2 separate regions of the Culex pipiens genome follow, and region 1 is linked to region 2. A link is a contact called in public Hi-C data. All regions are on one chromosome and are shown on one strand. Each heading gives the region's core, a stretch centred on a gene start, on an enhancer-like site or on the middle of the called end of the contact. The rest is flanking DNA. Distances are from core to core; before and after follow the strand shown.

Evidence for each region. Hi-C and Micro-C count contacts between places; a contact is called where the count stands out from the background.
Region 1: a contact with region 2 is called in a Hi-C map of whole pupa, with 4 times the contacts expected there. The contact joins the promoter of LOC120425017 here to the promoter of LOC120424284 in region 2. A contact is called at or near these places in 3 of 3 Hi-C or Micro-C datasets (embryo, whole body and whole pupa).

What each region holds. Positions count from the first base shown.
Region 1 is chr2:133,406,628-133,409,855 of TS_CPP_V2, forward strand. It overlaps LOC120425017 (serine palmitoyltransferase 1), which reads right to left and starts at 1,779. Exons shown (of 7, transcript XM_039589389.2): 1 at 1,450-1,779.
Region 2 is chr2:133,264,215-133,267,697 of TS_CPP_V2, forward strand. It overlaps LOC120424284 (trimethylguanosine synthase), which reads left to right and starts at 1,526. Exons shown (of 4, transcript XM_039588359.2): 1 at 1,526-1,675; 2 at 1,785-2,140; 3 at 2,208-3,483. The coding sequence starts at 1,927.

The DNA.
Region 1 (3,228 bases), core at 529-3,028, 140 kb after region 2:
TCACATCGATTAAAGATCGTGTATTTTTAAAAAAGGGAAAACCTCAAGAAAATATACATTATGCATTGATTTTCTGAAAGCTTTTTTTTCTAGAGGATTTCCCTTCTTAAAAAAAACACATTCTTCTTTATAGTGCAGAGTTCCTTAACAAAAACTAGTTGAAATTTAGTAGAATTAACAAAAGAAGGGATAATTCTTACATAAAATCCCATTACTTTGATGAAAGAACGTGTATTTTTAAAGAAGGGAAAATCTCAAGATAAAAAAAAAGCTTTTCAGAAAATCAATGTATAATGTATTTTTCCTTGAGGTTTTTCATTCTTTAAAAATACACTCAAGCTATTTATTTTCTTGACTGGACACATTACACATTGATTTTCTGAAAAGCTTTTTATTTTCTTGAGGTTTTCCCTTCTTTGAAAATAATCATTCTGCTTTATAGTAAAATATGGTAGAATTTAGTCACATAAGTCAAATGATTAACAAAAGAAAGGAAAAAAATGAAAGAATTGAAAGAATGTAAAAAACATCTAATATCTATCGATCTACATTGTTACATCTCGTGGTGGTTGATAAAGTATTGTTTCAATAGTCAACACTTGCTTCTATTGTTCATGTCCGAACATTTCACTTTCTTTTTATCATTCATGTATTTATATTCATATTGTTGTCAAAACCAACGGAGTACAAACTAAGTAATTCTTAACCACAAGTAAGTGAGTAGGCAAGATTCCATTCATTCTCATATCAGGTAATATAAACAAAAATTTCGGGAAATGTCCATTCCGGGAAACGTCCATTCCGGGAAATTTCATTCCGGATAACGTCCATTCCGGATACTGTCCATTCCGGATAACGTCCATTCCGGAAAACGTCCATTCCGGATAATGTCCATTCCGGAAAACGTCCATTCCGGGAAATGGAATTCCGGAAATTGTCATAGAATCGAATTGATCTCAGTTGAAAGGTTCTCCAAATCTCTGAATTGCAAATGTAACATCCTGGAGCAGAACTGTTAAATTCTAATAAAAACACAATTGAATTGAATTGATAGCGACCAACCTTAGGCACTTTCTTCAATAGGTTTGCTCTCTGATTTCTAGATCCGCAGCTCGCGACTCAACACCGTCAAACTTTTTTGATAACGGCTTTGCTGATAAGCTATTGCCGACGTTACGATTCTCAAGAGGAAGTTTGGATGACTGAGCGAGGGATCCCCTGATAAAACTGGGTTGAGTCATCCACGGTTGACCAAAAAGATCGTCAAACATTGCGACTCCCGGAGTGAAGCTCTAAATGTAGCAATTAATGTTAGTAATTGCGCTTTGCTACAATTAGCACAAACTAAATCTTGATCTTGTTGAAAAATTGTCATAAACGCAAGGTCTTCCATGTCGAGTAATGAACCAAATTAGCATGTTCCCGATAATTTGACGATAACATACTTACCAACAGTTACTGTAAGTGCAGTGTGGAATTCCTTTCGCAGTTTAGTCAGGTATTTTCCAACTGCAATTTCTTTCTTTCAATTTTATTGCGCCATCAACACTGCCATAAAACACTCTCTAATAATTATTACGGGGGACTTGCCAAAAAGAAATCCCGTTTTCCGCACCGCGTTCACTTTTCCTCCTCAAAATTTCAATGTTTTTCACTCCACCAAATCGCACCTTTCTACTGGCAGCGCGCAAACAAACAAACTTATATCCAGATTCACGGACACCGGGGACAGCTATCTGAGGGTTCAACTCTAGGGAAACTGATTGGATTTGCACCGGAATTTGGCCGGAAAACACGGGCGCGACGACGACGACGATCCGCCAGCAGGTGCGCGAATTTTACGAATGAACGAGTTTGACATTTGAAACTGTCACGCGGGATTTGTCGGAGTTCAACGAATGGAGAGTATACACTGTCAATCGAAAATATCCAATCTAGATTTTGCCAAAACCGATGTCAGAAATGAGTCATTAGAGCATGTGTCCGGTTTGAGTAAACTTCATTGATATTTTTAGTGCCCGTGCGCGAGGCGAGGGTGGCTACCAGTGCTGAAATGTCAAGGGTCGTGACGGGAAAATCGGCGACGAATTTTCCATCTCCATTCACCGAATCACAAAACCGTGACATAAACAAACCCGGCGCTGTCGTGTGTGCCCTAAGCTCACTAAGCAACTGCACTGCGTGGCAGTAGTGTTTTGTGCTAGGTTTTGTGCCGTCTAGAGAACCATTCAATTGTTTAAAAATAGTCAAAATAGTGTTTTAAGAAGATTCCCCAAGTCCTAGCCCAATTCTGTTATTCGACAGGAATTGAATAAGTGTACCTCTTTTTTCACGTCCCTCATTCTCCAGCAGCCGGCCGGCACGAGTCAGACGACAGTGGTTGGACAGACACAGTAGACTTACAGGCTTACAGTCACGAGCTAGAAGTGAACTGAAATTTTTGTTTGCTTCATGGTGTACACTGGGTTGGAAACTTTTTGCAGGCCTGGTGGCCACTATCCGGATCGTCAGTCAAACCTTCTACAAAACAACTGATCTTTCTGAAACCGGTTTTTCTGTGGCCAATATGGGCAAAGAGCCATTTTGTATTTTCAAATAGCTTTCTCATTGAAACGTATTAAGTTAAGTGCAAATGGCCATTATTACAGGATCTCCTGTAATCATTTTTGAATCCCACGAGTCGCTAGGGAAGTACACGGTCCGCCGCGCCAGTGCCCTGCCGTGGCGCGGTAAGGGCTACATTACTGATGGGGTGCGCCCTGGTGCCCCACAGGCTCCGTTAGCGACTAGGAATTTATTGAACCCCCCTAGCCATGCATCCCTCGACACGGGTCGCGTCACATCTTGGATTCGGGGTTTGGTGGGGTTTTGGGCTGTAGATTGGGGAGTGGTATTTGGGAACGGGATTGGGAAGTGGGGATGGGAAGTGGTTCTCTGTATGGCTTTTTACGAGCTGAAAGCAGAGGACAACATACAACTCAACGTTTCTACTTTTCCCGGGCTTACGACCGGCAGTTCCAGTTCACGATGATTTCCCTTGATGCGTTACAATCACTTATGATTTTAACACGTAATCAGTTAATCAGCGTTTTCTGTCATCACTGGCGAGAGGAATCTACGTGGAATCAGCTGTGCAAACCTCATGTATGACAGGAGTGCAAGTTGAGCGACAACCACGCCGAGGATCTCCTGGGAGGTTCCGAAAGTGGCCAAACCAAAGATCACTCA
Region 2 (3,483 bases), core at 276-2,775:
ATCACAAATAAGGGTGATAAATTGTTAACTGGGGCGATTATGGAAACATAGGACGAATATTAACCCACGGGACAATTATGCGTAGAAACACAGAAATCGGTCGAAAAATTTCAATCGCGTTTTTCTCAGTTGCACTTTTTTGAACAATTATGCGTAGAACGGCAGTATACAATTCCTAGGAAATGTTTCATTGCTTTATTTTGTTAACTTCTGTCGGTTTCCAACTGTCAGCCGCGCCCTCTTAAGCCTCCTCCAGCGTGCGAGTTCTGTTTACACAGCTTTGTCAGATTTGTCGTTTTTTTGGATTTTAGTTGTCGCAAGGAGATTCTCGTCCCTGATGGAAACCGTAAGCGACTTGCTTGTACGCTTCGAATCAATCCCTTTTGGCCCTTCATACGGCGGTAATGTGGAAATTAACGCCTTTTAATCTGAACTAGTTCTACAGGAAAATTAACTCCTTTTAATCTGAGCCACAGTTCTATCGATAAATTAAAAAGAGAGATGCAAGCCGGTAACATGGAGTGAAACTTCCCCAGCTGTCATGGAAAACTTCACAGAAGCTAGACAGAAACTTTAACTCCATGTTGCACTTTTAATTTCTCGATAGCCCGCTACGGCTACCGCTACGCAGGATTAACCTGGTGGCGCTGGAGGTAAAATCCTGAAATCCTAAAAATCCTAACATCCAAATAGAAAACATCCTATGATGTTTTTTCCTAAAACTGCTATCACAAATGCGAGTCGGGGAATACGTATTTTTGCGATTACAAACTCTTGATCAACTTAATTAGATTTGTGAACTCGACAGTTTGCTTGCTATCGTCCATTTTGTCGTCTGCAACAAACATAACAATTTTCCACTGCTTTTGAAAACTCGAGTTGCGAAATGAATATGGCAGAACTTCACGCGTATCCCCTTGAAACTTTTTTATTGAAACAACTAGTTGATTAACATTTATATCTCATCGAGAAATTAAAAAGAGAGATGTGAGCCGGTAACATGGAGTGAAACTTTCGCAGCTGTCATGGAAAACTTCACAGCAGCTTGACAAAAAAAAATTAACTCCTTGTTGCACTTTTAATTTCTCGATTATAACCATTCGATCGATTCCGGAATTTATCATAGAATCTCGCCCGAAATTAGGGCTAAAATCTGGTACGAATGTGGAGTTTTTTTTTTAGAAAAATCTGCCCATGTAGGGCACACTCAAAGTAAAAAGTATCCTTTTTTCAAGTTCACCCGTCGTCACCCTTTAAAAGGGTATCGAAAATGTACTGAATTTGAAATACCCTTTTAAAAGGGTGACGCCGGGTGAACTTTAAAAAAGGATAGAAAGTATCCCTTTTGAGGATTGAAAGTACCCTTTTGAGGGATACTTCTGATTTTGAGTGCACAGGTCCCCATCAGACACAAGCCCGAAATCCGCTGCCATTTCCAACCGGGCAAGTTTGACTCCAAGTTGCCGGCTCACATCTCACTTTTTATTTTTTCTCGATTGATTTACCCCCCTGGTACACCGCGCTTTCGGTGTAATCTGGTGTAATCGCTGTAATGATCCAATGCCCATTTTTGGTTTTCTTTTTTTCTGTCAACTTTTGCTCAGCTGTCACCAGACAGCAACGACAGCCATCGTTGATTTTCTGCAGTGGAAAATGTTTTCTCCTCCCATGTTTGGTAAATTTCCCTTAAAATCGATTTGAGATTGGAGATTTCGCAATCAAATAATCTTTGTTCGGTTCAGAGTAAGTTGAAGATTGTTCTAACTGTGTGTTTTACCTTGCAGCCAGCGAACGGTGCGCCTGATACATCTCCGCGGAGAAAAAGTGGAATTTTCGAGGAAGTGATTTTTTATTCCTCCTCCCCCGTTTTGATTTCACACTCTCTTGTCCCCCTTGTGAGCGTGCTGCGAGAAGCGATGCTCTAGAATGAGCTCTTCGGAAGCCCACTGGGAACCACTGGCGGAGATTTACCTATCCTATCCGGCAGCTGCGACAACGACAACCGATTCTACTCCGACTGTTTCCGGAACCAGCGCCAAGGAGCAGAAGGAGTGCACCTACTGTTTGTGCAGCCGCGTTTTCATCCGCAACTATTACGATGTTTACGTGTCCACGCTGGAACGTGGCGACCCGCTCAACAGTGAGTGACTTCCGGTTTTTGCGTAACTCTGCGAGATTGATGTGGGTTTTTTGTTTCTTTTTGCAAGGTTCTTCCGGAGTGACTCAGGTTGAAGAGCTGCCGGTGCAGGGGGAGAAGGAGGAGGAGGTGGCGGAGGTTGTTGATGAGATCGAGGACGATGTGTTTAGCGAGGAGCCGCTGAGGAAGCAGCTTAGCTTTGGACGGAGCGTGGTCAAGTGGGACCGCTGCGACGGAACGGCCAGCGATGCGAGCTGTTACTTTAGTGCGAGCGCGTCGCATTCGGACACGAACTACTGTAGCACCGACGACCAGCAGGAAGGTCACATTCTGCACGGTGCCTTGATGGCACAGCACGGGTTGCATTCCAGCGATAGCGGGGCGGACATTTCCGAGAAGAACTTTGAGCCCAAGGTGGAGGGAGGAGAGAAGGAGGACCTGTTTGTGGGGATGCGGGACGCGCTGATGTCGGACGAGGGCGCCAAGATTGCGTCGTTGGTGCACGTCGAGCGGAACAATAGCCTGCCGGAGGTTTTCGGTCGGGAGGATCTGCAAGATGCGTGGGAGTCGCACTGGAACAAGCACGGCGAGTCGATCATCTGGGCGTCGTGGATCGAAAAGTACAGCGATTACATCAACCCGGAGTACCTGGACCACGTTCCGCAGCAGGACACCAACTGTAATTCGCCACATTCCAAGAGTGAAGCCACGCCGGACACCACGTACGACGCGTCCAAGCATTTCTCGTTCGACGCCATGGAGGCGGAAATGGACCCCAAAGCGACCACGGAAATCATCGTCTCGACCTGCTCGCCGCACCCTTCTTCCTGCAACGATGGCTGGAACCCGCTGAACCCAGCCAACGGCACCGCTGACGACATCTGGACCTCGCACCGGTCGGCGGACAACGACGCCCTGCTGAGTCCCCGCTGCGACTCGGTCACCTCGAGCATTCCACTGACGATCGGCACGACGGACTCGATGACGAACGTAACGCGCATGACAATCTCCAGTTACGACTTTGGCGGCAGCAGCTCCAAGATCAGCTCGGAGTCGTCCAACCTGAGCGCGTCCAGCCTGAGCGAGCAAGTCAGCTCGGAAAGCGAAAGCTCCAACAGCTCGGACATGCTAGCCACGGAGTGTCTGGTGGGTGCTGGTGCTGCCTCTGTCAACGGTGGGACAAGCGCCGACGACGAGGAAGCGGCCATGGACGGGGAGCAGTACTGGCAGATTCTGTGGCAGAAACACTTTCAGGAGCTGTACGCCACACACTACAATCTGTTCATGACGGAGCGGAGCGACGAGCAGCAAACGGATCTGCGGACGAAGCTGCACAAGCGGAAGCG